2 separate regions of the Mus musculus genome follow, and region 1 is linked to region 2. The links are chromatin contacts, called in public HiChIP or PLAC-seq maps. All regions are on one chromosome and are shown on one strand. Each heading gives the region's core, a stretch centred on a gene start, on an enhancer-like site or on the middle of the called end of the contact. The rest is flanking DNA. Distances are from core to core; before and after follow the strand shown. Region 1 overlaps Ift80 (intraflagellar transport 80). Region 2 has its middle 18 kb from the start of Il12a.

Region 1 (4,082 bases), core at 139-2,638, 210 kb after region 2:
AGACCTAAGAAATTATAGTCATTTGTAAAAGATGAGTAAATAGTTCATATTTTGTTTTCAATTTGAGTCCATTACTTAAATCTTAACCAGCTTTAGCTGAGCAATGTAGTTGTGTCTGATTAAACTTTTAAAAACATCCATGAAAAAGCAGGACAATTAGAGCTTTATTTATAACATGGAATCCGGTGCAGGACATTACCTTGCATCTCTTTCGTACAATGTTTTAGGCAGAATGTCTCTGTCCACATAAATGGTATTAGGGTAATACCATACTGTGAATCGAGTATCTTGAATTCCACAGAGGATATTGCATGTATCACACCATGCCAAAGTATGTACCATGGTTCCTTAAAAATAATAGTTGTGGTCCATTAGTATCAACAGATATTAAAATCTATCTTTAAAATGAGCTGACAAACAAGATCCTAATTAATACAATGGCTATATCTCTACTTTCTGTTCGTATAACAAGTGTACAGATGTAAAAACTATGAAAAATGAAAATACTTGAATGTTCTCCCTAGAGCCATTCTGGGTTTAATCAGCAGGTGTTTCAGTGCTGACTTAGCTACAGAATTCAAATTTGCTACTGAAATTGAGTGACAAAGTTGTGAAGAAATGTGAGACTAAAACTCATTCACTCATTAAGACATTAAAGCTGCTAGGTACACAGCAGACCATCTAAGAAAACAGACAATAATTACAAATTTAAGTACATGGAAATTATTATACCAAGTTTAATAATCTGTTCTTCTTTCCCAAATCGTTTCACAGAGGTGATGTAGAGATCTCTGTTCTTGTCAATGAAAGCAATTTTTCTGTCATTGGTAAGTCCTTTTTGATCCAGAGCAATTTCTGAGATTTCATTCTAAAATTTCAAAAAGTATGCAAGAATTAAATTCATTTTAGCTCCTAACATCTGGTCACTTAATTAGTTCTCAGCACATTTCTGTCCTTATGGGTCGGCTAAACCAACTGTGGTGGCACACGCCTATCCTCCTGGCCCTCAGGAGCCAGAGGCAGAGGACGATGAATATGAGGCCAGGCTGGGCTACAGTGAAAAATCCTGTATTGAGCAGGAAGAAAGAAAGAAAAAAAGACACAGGGAACAAAACAACCAAAATTAATTAAATGTCAATTACCCACTCATAATAACAAAATGTCCCCATGAACTTATTTCATTAATTTTTTAAGCCCATGAGACACAGATTCAAAGAAAAGTGAGATATAACTCAGGAATAGGAGAGGTTCCCAGAAAGGATTACTCTCTTCAGTAATTTTAAATCAGTAATAACTAAGAATTCAAGAGCAGTACTAAAGTGTAGTTACTCTACTGGCAATGCAAGGTTCCTCAAAACACCATCAAAAGCATCTGCACTGACTCTCTAGGGAGAACATCTGTGCCCTGTCCTTAGCTGACAGGAGCAAAGGAGAAGGGCTCAATAGCACACGAGAGGTCTGCACTAATGAAAAGCTTCTTTATAACATGTATCCCGAATAGACTGCCCAACACCTGTATTTTAAAGACTTGTTAAGTAAACTTTAGAAACACGTGCGAGTAGCTCTTGTTTCTAGAACATTAAAATTTACAATTTTCCCCGGGAGCACTTTGCCTGAGCATCTGCAGCAGACATCTTGGTTCCGGGACCCCGCCGAGAGTATTCTGCACAGGTGAGAGTGTAGAATACAGAAGCTAACAGCTTCTGGGGCAGGCCAAAGCAACTCAGCCTCGGGACAGGCCCTGTTTTGGGCCTTCGTCTTCGGCCAGGAGGGAGGTCCTAACGCCAGATATCTGTGCACCTTCCCTGTAAGAGGAGAGTTTGCCTGCAGAGAGTGCTCTAACTACTGAAACTCAGAGGAGAGATCTAGTCTCCCAGGTCTGCTGATAGAGGCTAACAGAATCACCTGAGGAACAAGCTCTAATCAGAGACAACTAAATCAAATAACTCCAGAGATTATCAGATGTCGAAAGGTAAACATAAGAATCTTACTAACAGAAACCAAGACCACTCACCATCACCAGAACCCAGCACTCCCACCTCGCCCAGTCCAGGGCACCCCAACACACCCGAAAAGCTAGACCTGATTCTAAAAGAATATCTCATGATGATGGTAGAGGACATCAAGAAGGACCTTAATAATACACTAAAAGAAATACAGGTGAACAATGCTAAACTGGAAGAAGATCTTAAAGAGGAAGCACAAAAATCCCTTAAAGAATTACAGGAAAACACGACCAAACAGGTGATAGAATTGAATAAAACCATCCAAGACCTAAAAAGGGAAGTAGACACAATAAAGAAAACCCAAAGTGAGGCAACGTTGGAGATAAAAATCCTAGGAAAGAAATCTGGAACCATAGATGCGAGCATCAGCAACAGAATACAAGAGATGGAAGAGAGAATCTCAGGTGCAGAAGATTCCATAGAGAACATCGGCACAACAATCAAAGAAAATACAAAACACAAAAAGATCCTAACTCAAAACATCCAGGAAATCCAGGACACAATGAGAAGACCAAACCGACGGATAATAGGAGTAGATGAGAATGAAGATTTTCAACTCAAATGACCGGCAAATATCTTCAACAAAATTATAGAAGAAAACTTCCCAAACCTAAAGAAAGATGCCCATGAACATACAAGAAGCCTACAGAACTCCAAATAGACTGGACCAGAAAAGAAATTCCTCCCAACACATAATAATCAGAACAACAAATGCACTAAATAAAGATAGAATATTAAAAGCAGTAAGGGAAAAGGGTCAAGTAACATATAAAGGCAAGCCTATCAGAATTACACCAGATTTTTCACCAGAGACTATGAAAGCAAGAAGAGCTTGGACAGATGTTATATAGACACTAAGAGAACACAAATGCCAACCCAGGATACTATACCCAGCCAAACTTTCAATAACCTTAGATGGAGAAACAAAAGTATTCCATGACAGAACCAAATTCACACATTATCTTTCCATGAATCCAGCCCTTCAAAGGATAATAACAGAAAAAAAAACCAATACAAGGATGGAAACCACGTCCTAGAAAAAGCAAGAAGGTAATCCCTCAACAAACCTAAAACAAGACAGCCACAAGAACAGAATGCCAACTTTACCAACAAAAATAATACGAAGCAACAATTACTTTTCCTTAATATCTCTTAATATCAATGGACTCAACTCCCCAATAAAAAGACATAGACTAATAGAATGGCTACACAAACAGGACCCAACATTTTGCTGCTTACAGGAAACCCACCTCAGGGAAAAAGATAGACACTACCTTAGAATGAAAGGCTGGAAAACAATTTTCCAAGCGAATGGTCTGAAGAAACAAGCTGAAGTAGCCATTCTAATATCTAATAAAATCGACTTCCAGCCCAAGGTCATCAAAAAAGACAAGGAGGGGCACTTCATACTCATCAAAGGTAAAATCTTCCAAGAGGAACTCTCAATTCTGAATATCTATGCCCCAAATACAAGGGCAGTCGCATTCATTAAAGAAACTTTAGTAAAGCTCAAAGCACACATTGCACCTCACACAATAATAGTGGGGGACTTCAACACACCACTTTCACCAATGGACAGATCATGGAAACAGAAACTAAACAGGGACACAGTGAAACTAACAGAAGTTATGAAACAAACGGATCTAACAGATATCTACAGAACATTTTATCCTAAAACAAAAGGATATACCTTCTTCTCAGCACCTCATGGTACCTTCTCCAAAACTGACCACATAATTGGACACAAAACAAGCCTCAACAGATAAAAAAATGTTGAAATCATCCCATACATCCTATCAGATCACCATGGACTAAGGCTGATCTTCAATAACAAAATAAATAATAGAAAGCCAACATTCATGTGTAAACTGAACAACACTCTCCTCAATGATACCTTGGTCAAGGAAGGAATAAAGAAAGAAATTAAGGACTTTTTGGAGTTTAATGAAAATGAAGCCACAACATACCCAAACTTATGGGACACAATGAAAGCATTTCTAAGAGGAAAACTCATAGCTCTGAGTGCCTCCAAATATAAACTAGAGAGAGCACACATTAGCAGCTTGACAACACACC
Region 2 (4,267 bases), core at 866-3,365:
ATATCTGTGTGAGCCTCTCTACCTGGACTACATCCGCCGAGCCTCAGTCCAGGCACCAGAGAGCTGGGTTCAAAACCACCTGCTGCCCACAGAACCAAGATGACAGCAAGAGCAGAATAGGATGCTTTAAAAAGTGAAAAAGTTATACTACTCTTTCAGAGGACACACGTTCTGTTCCCAGTACCCACATCAGGTGGCTCACAGTCACCTGTATCTCTAGGAGATGCCCTCTTCTGAACTCCATTGGCCATACATTCACCTGCATACACACACACACACACACACACACACACACACACACACAATTTCAAAATAAAACAGTTAAAAAGTGACTCATAGAATTGATAGTGAAACGTAATAGTACATCACTTAGGTAGCAAACACAGGACCCTGATTTTGACTTCCTACCCCCGCCCCCCACTCTACCCCCACCCCCAATAACTTGTAAGTAAATAACAGTGCAAAGAAAACAGTAACCATGGTTAAAGGGTGATTTCTCTCCATCTACAATTTGTGGATTCTTTTTAAAACAGTTGAATAAACATATCTATTATGTTAATTTCCATCAACAAAATCCCTGGAGGGGGCCACATCCACCACCCTCCTCCCCACACACCTTCCCAACTCCTCGTGGGATCCATTGTTCTCCTGAGAGAATCCTTGAATGATAAGACACTTGTTCCATCCCTGGGAGGCAGAGGCAGGCCAGAGACAGAGAAACAAAGATCAGATACGGTCTTCTTGGTTGTGCCTCAACTAAACGTATCTCTGCTATACATTCGCCCGCTTCCCAAAGTAAATGACCCTGAATTGAGAATCAGACCTTGCAGTTTTACCAGAGCAGGGGGAGGGAATGATACGCGAAGGTCCTCTGAGAAGATGCTTGAATTTCTCCAGAGAAAACGCCAGAGGGCAGCAGACCTCCAGAGATGTCCTGGAAAAGAGCTTGGCTTTTCAGGAAGTAGACCAGCCCGGCCTGGAATGGCATTCTGAAATGAAGTCATTTGATGTTTGGTTGCTTGATTGGTTGGTTGGTTGGTTGGTTACTTGCTTGCTTGTTCCCCCACCCCCACCCCCACCCCCACCCCCACCCCCACCCTACTCCCGTTTCTGGGGATTGCTTCTTCCAACATGCTGGGCAATTGCTCTGACTTTGTTACTTTTCTTCTTATGAGAAAATATCTGACAAGATGCAATTTAAGGAGCGAAGGGATTATTTGGGGTGAGGGGGATCACAGTTTCAGAATACAGGGGAACAGTCTGTCATGGTGGGCATGACACAGCCGTGTAAGAAGTTCTGTGTGAACTTCTGTAGTTCTATGTACTGCATAGTTGGCAGTAAGGGACCTGAGAGAGATGGAGCCTGGGGCTCAGATCTCTCCTTTCCCAACCGAATAAAGCCATCGAGGTGATGCTGAGCACATCTTAAACCCCAGGGGAAGCACCTTCACAGGCACAGCCAAAGTGTGTCTCCTAGGTGACTCTAAACTCTGTCACCTCAAAAACCTCCAGAGTAACCTCGCTGGCCTGAAACCTGCTTGGACTTCTAGTGTACCCTAACGGCACAATTATACACGTCTGCATTTTTAGAGTAGAAAATGTGTAAGTAGAGTTCCCTGAGAAGCAACTTGGTGCTCTGATCATATAAACTATAAATAATCAAAGGTTTGAATTGTTTTGAGCTCAAGTGTAGCAATGTGACCAAGAGAAAGAGTGAGAGAAAAAGGAACAGAGACAGAGACTCACAGAGAGACAGAGAGAGAGGATCTTAAAAACAGAGGAATGAACCCTATGGTCTGGCTTGAGTCCAGACAATTGTGGCCCTTACTGGTTTCCCGTGTTCTGTTACAGTGTGGGCAAGCTTCACTGGTGCCACCCAGTGGCCTCCCTGAGCACTGCTTCAGTGCCTGGAGATGGGCGGGCTCAGTCTATACTGGCTGGGTCTCTAGTTGCAGACAGCCTTCATCTTCCTTTTACTAAGACTTGTCTCCGGCCTAGAATTTGACAAGCACCTGTGTCTGAGTGGATGTTGCACTCCTGGAGCAGATGGGGACAGAGGCTTTGAAGACAAGTAAGCGTTTGTTTAGGTCACCTGAACTGGAATTTCAGCCCTTCCTCTAACTGCGGCATGAGTCATCATTATTAAACGGTGGTAACCCCGTACTTACCACTGAATTTGCATAATCCTCTGAACTGAAGTTTGTAAGCAAACAGCCAACACTTTTCATATTAAAAATTGCTCCCCGACACTCACGTTGATTTCATGTAAGCTACTAATTCATATAATTTCCTGCTTACCTTCCAGGGCAGAGACGACATCTTTCAAGCAGTTATCAAAATACTGGGCAAGAACAGCACTCTGCCCTCATCTTGCTTCAAATTCAGTGATCTCAGTGTGCATATTGTGGCTTCTGTCTAATGTCATCAGTATTGCTATGTTCCTGCTCCAGCTGGGCGAAAGCCATCTTAATCCACTCTCCCCAGCTTCCTAGGCAGGGTAACTAACTACATATCTGCTCAGGGCATTTCAGCCTTCGTTCTACATAAGAATAGATGATGCATTTAATATTTCCTCACAGTTTTATACTCACTTATAACAAAACAAACTCCTTATTTAAGAAGTGCATGTTAACCACCTTTAAGACATTCCTACACAGCCAAAAGCTCATTGCTTCTTTTTTAAAAAAGTTTTTATTGATTCCTGTGAATTTCATATCTTGGGTCCCAATCCCACTCATCTCCCCATTCCTTCATATCTGCCTTGCAATCTCCCTCCTAAAATAAAACAAAGAATATAAATAAATAACTCTCACTGTGGAAGCTGTGGTGTGTCCCACAGTAGACCCTTCTGCCCAAACAACTTTCCTTGCAAATGTTCATTGCCATGAGTCACTGGCCTGGTTTGAGGCCTCTGGCTTCTGCTATACTATCAATAATGGATCCTCACTGAGACTCCTCTAGGATATCCTGTTGTTACCCTGTGTCACGGAGAGCCTGCAGCTTTGGATCTGCAGGACTGGCCTTTCAAGTATTCTAGTATTTTGTAGATGGGGTGGATGTTGGAATGGTCCAACTCAAAGCCCTGGATCTGGGCCTGGGTGGGAGCTGAGTTGGTCAGCTACCAGCTCTCCTGTACCTACAAAACCAGGAGCTGTTCTGCTCTACTGCAGGACCCACTCTTCTGAGTACTGTAGCCAATGAGTGGTGGAGCCAGTTCTCCTTGTTCTCATAACCTGGGGGGAAAGCTCATCTGCCTGCAGGAAGTGAGTGGGTATAGTAGGTTGGCCTGATGCTGCTTGTATTCTAATGCTAGTATTGAGCCCCAAGACCTGGTTGTCCCAGAGGGGATCTGCATGTAGCCCCACCCGACACCATGTGACCTTGATCCCAAATTATTCCTGATTGGTAAATAAAGATGTTGTGGTGAGTTTTGGCTACGCAGCTTTGGCTCCCAGCGGATCACACGAACACAGCCACCAAGGAACTATCTTCAGATCCTCGAATGAAAGACAAGCATACATTAGCTTATTTTAAAAATGCATTGGCTACCTCAAAGGCTGGGCACTCCTAAGTCTTCTGCTACTCCAGTCTCACATGGCTGGTTGGCTTTATTTCCTGCCGCTCCTGCATCCCATTCTTCTACCCTGAGTGGACCTTTAGTGTTGGGACATGCAGATTCCTGATTGAATCAAAGCATTAGAACCAACCTCCAACATAAACGTGCTGACAGCCAATAGCTGGGTAGAAAAGACTTAGGAGGAATTTAGGATTTCTGGGCTTGGGAGAACCACCCAAGGGAAAAGAAGGTGAAGGAGGAGGAGGAAGACACCAAGGGTTGGAAGTCCTGAAAATTCAGCCCATTGGAGTTAAGAGCAGCTCAGATGAAACACAGTACGTAATAACTCTGTGTTATCAATACGGAAGTATATTCTATAGCAAAGAGGGTAGATATCTGCCCAACTCTTGTGCTGTTTAGGCTTTATTGTAAATAGAGAGGCTGTGTGTGCTTTTATTTTGGAACTGATAAATCAAAGGCGGGGTAGAAACCCTGGATAGGGATTAAAACTTTCAACAACAGGTGAGGTGCATCTCCCCCTCCCCCACACCACCTCACAGGTGAGGGGCAGGGCCAGCTCTACTGTGCTCCTCAGGGAAGGGGCTGCCCGCTCTTCCTAGTACTGCACCCAGTACGGAACAGGCTCACCTCTCCCTAACTCACTCCACTGGGGCCAGATTTCCCACCCCAGAGCTACCAGAGTCAACTCTC

What was found. HiChIP or PLAC-seq counts read pairs in DNA pulled down with a chosen protein or histone mark.
Region 1: an H3K27ac HiChIP or PLAC-seq map of large pre-B cells shows a contact between it and region 2, with 3 times the contacts expected there. The contact joins two enhancer-like sites. A contact is called at or near these places in 1 of 15 datasets of contacts at CTCF or cohesin (the NIH/3T3 cell line), 1 of 484 Hi-C or Micro-C datasets (embryonic stem cells), 4 of 115 datasets of contacts at active chromatin or transcription factors (CD8 T cells, embryonic stem cells, large pre-B cells and 1 more) and 2 of 9 other capture datasets (adipose tissue and embryonic stem cells).

The regions. Positions count from the first base shown.
Region 1 is chr3:68,917,758-68,921,839 of GRCm38.p6, forward strand. Ift80 (intraflagellar transport 80) reads right to left here. Exons shown (of 20, transcript NM_026641.2): 14 at 733-868; 15 at 200-347. Among named protein-coding and RNA genes, the nearest start is that of 1110032F04Rik, 50 kb to the left of the region's middle. Within about 2 kb of position 1,389, at least 4 of the 459 cell types and tissues checked have an H3K27ac peak or open chromatin away from gene starts, as enhancers often do.
Region 2 is chr3:68,707,491-68,711,757 of GRCm38.p6, forward strand. No RefSeq gene overlaps it. Among named protein-coding and RNA genes, the nearest start is that of Il12a, 18 kb to the left of the region's middle. Within about 2 kb of position 2,116, at least 73 of the 459 cell types and tissues checked have an H3K27ac peak or open chromatin away from gene starts, as enhancers often do.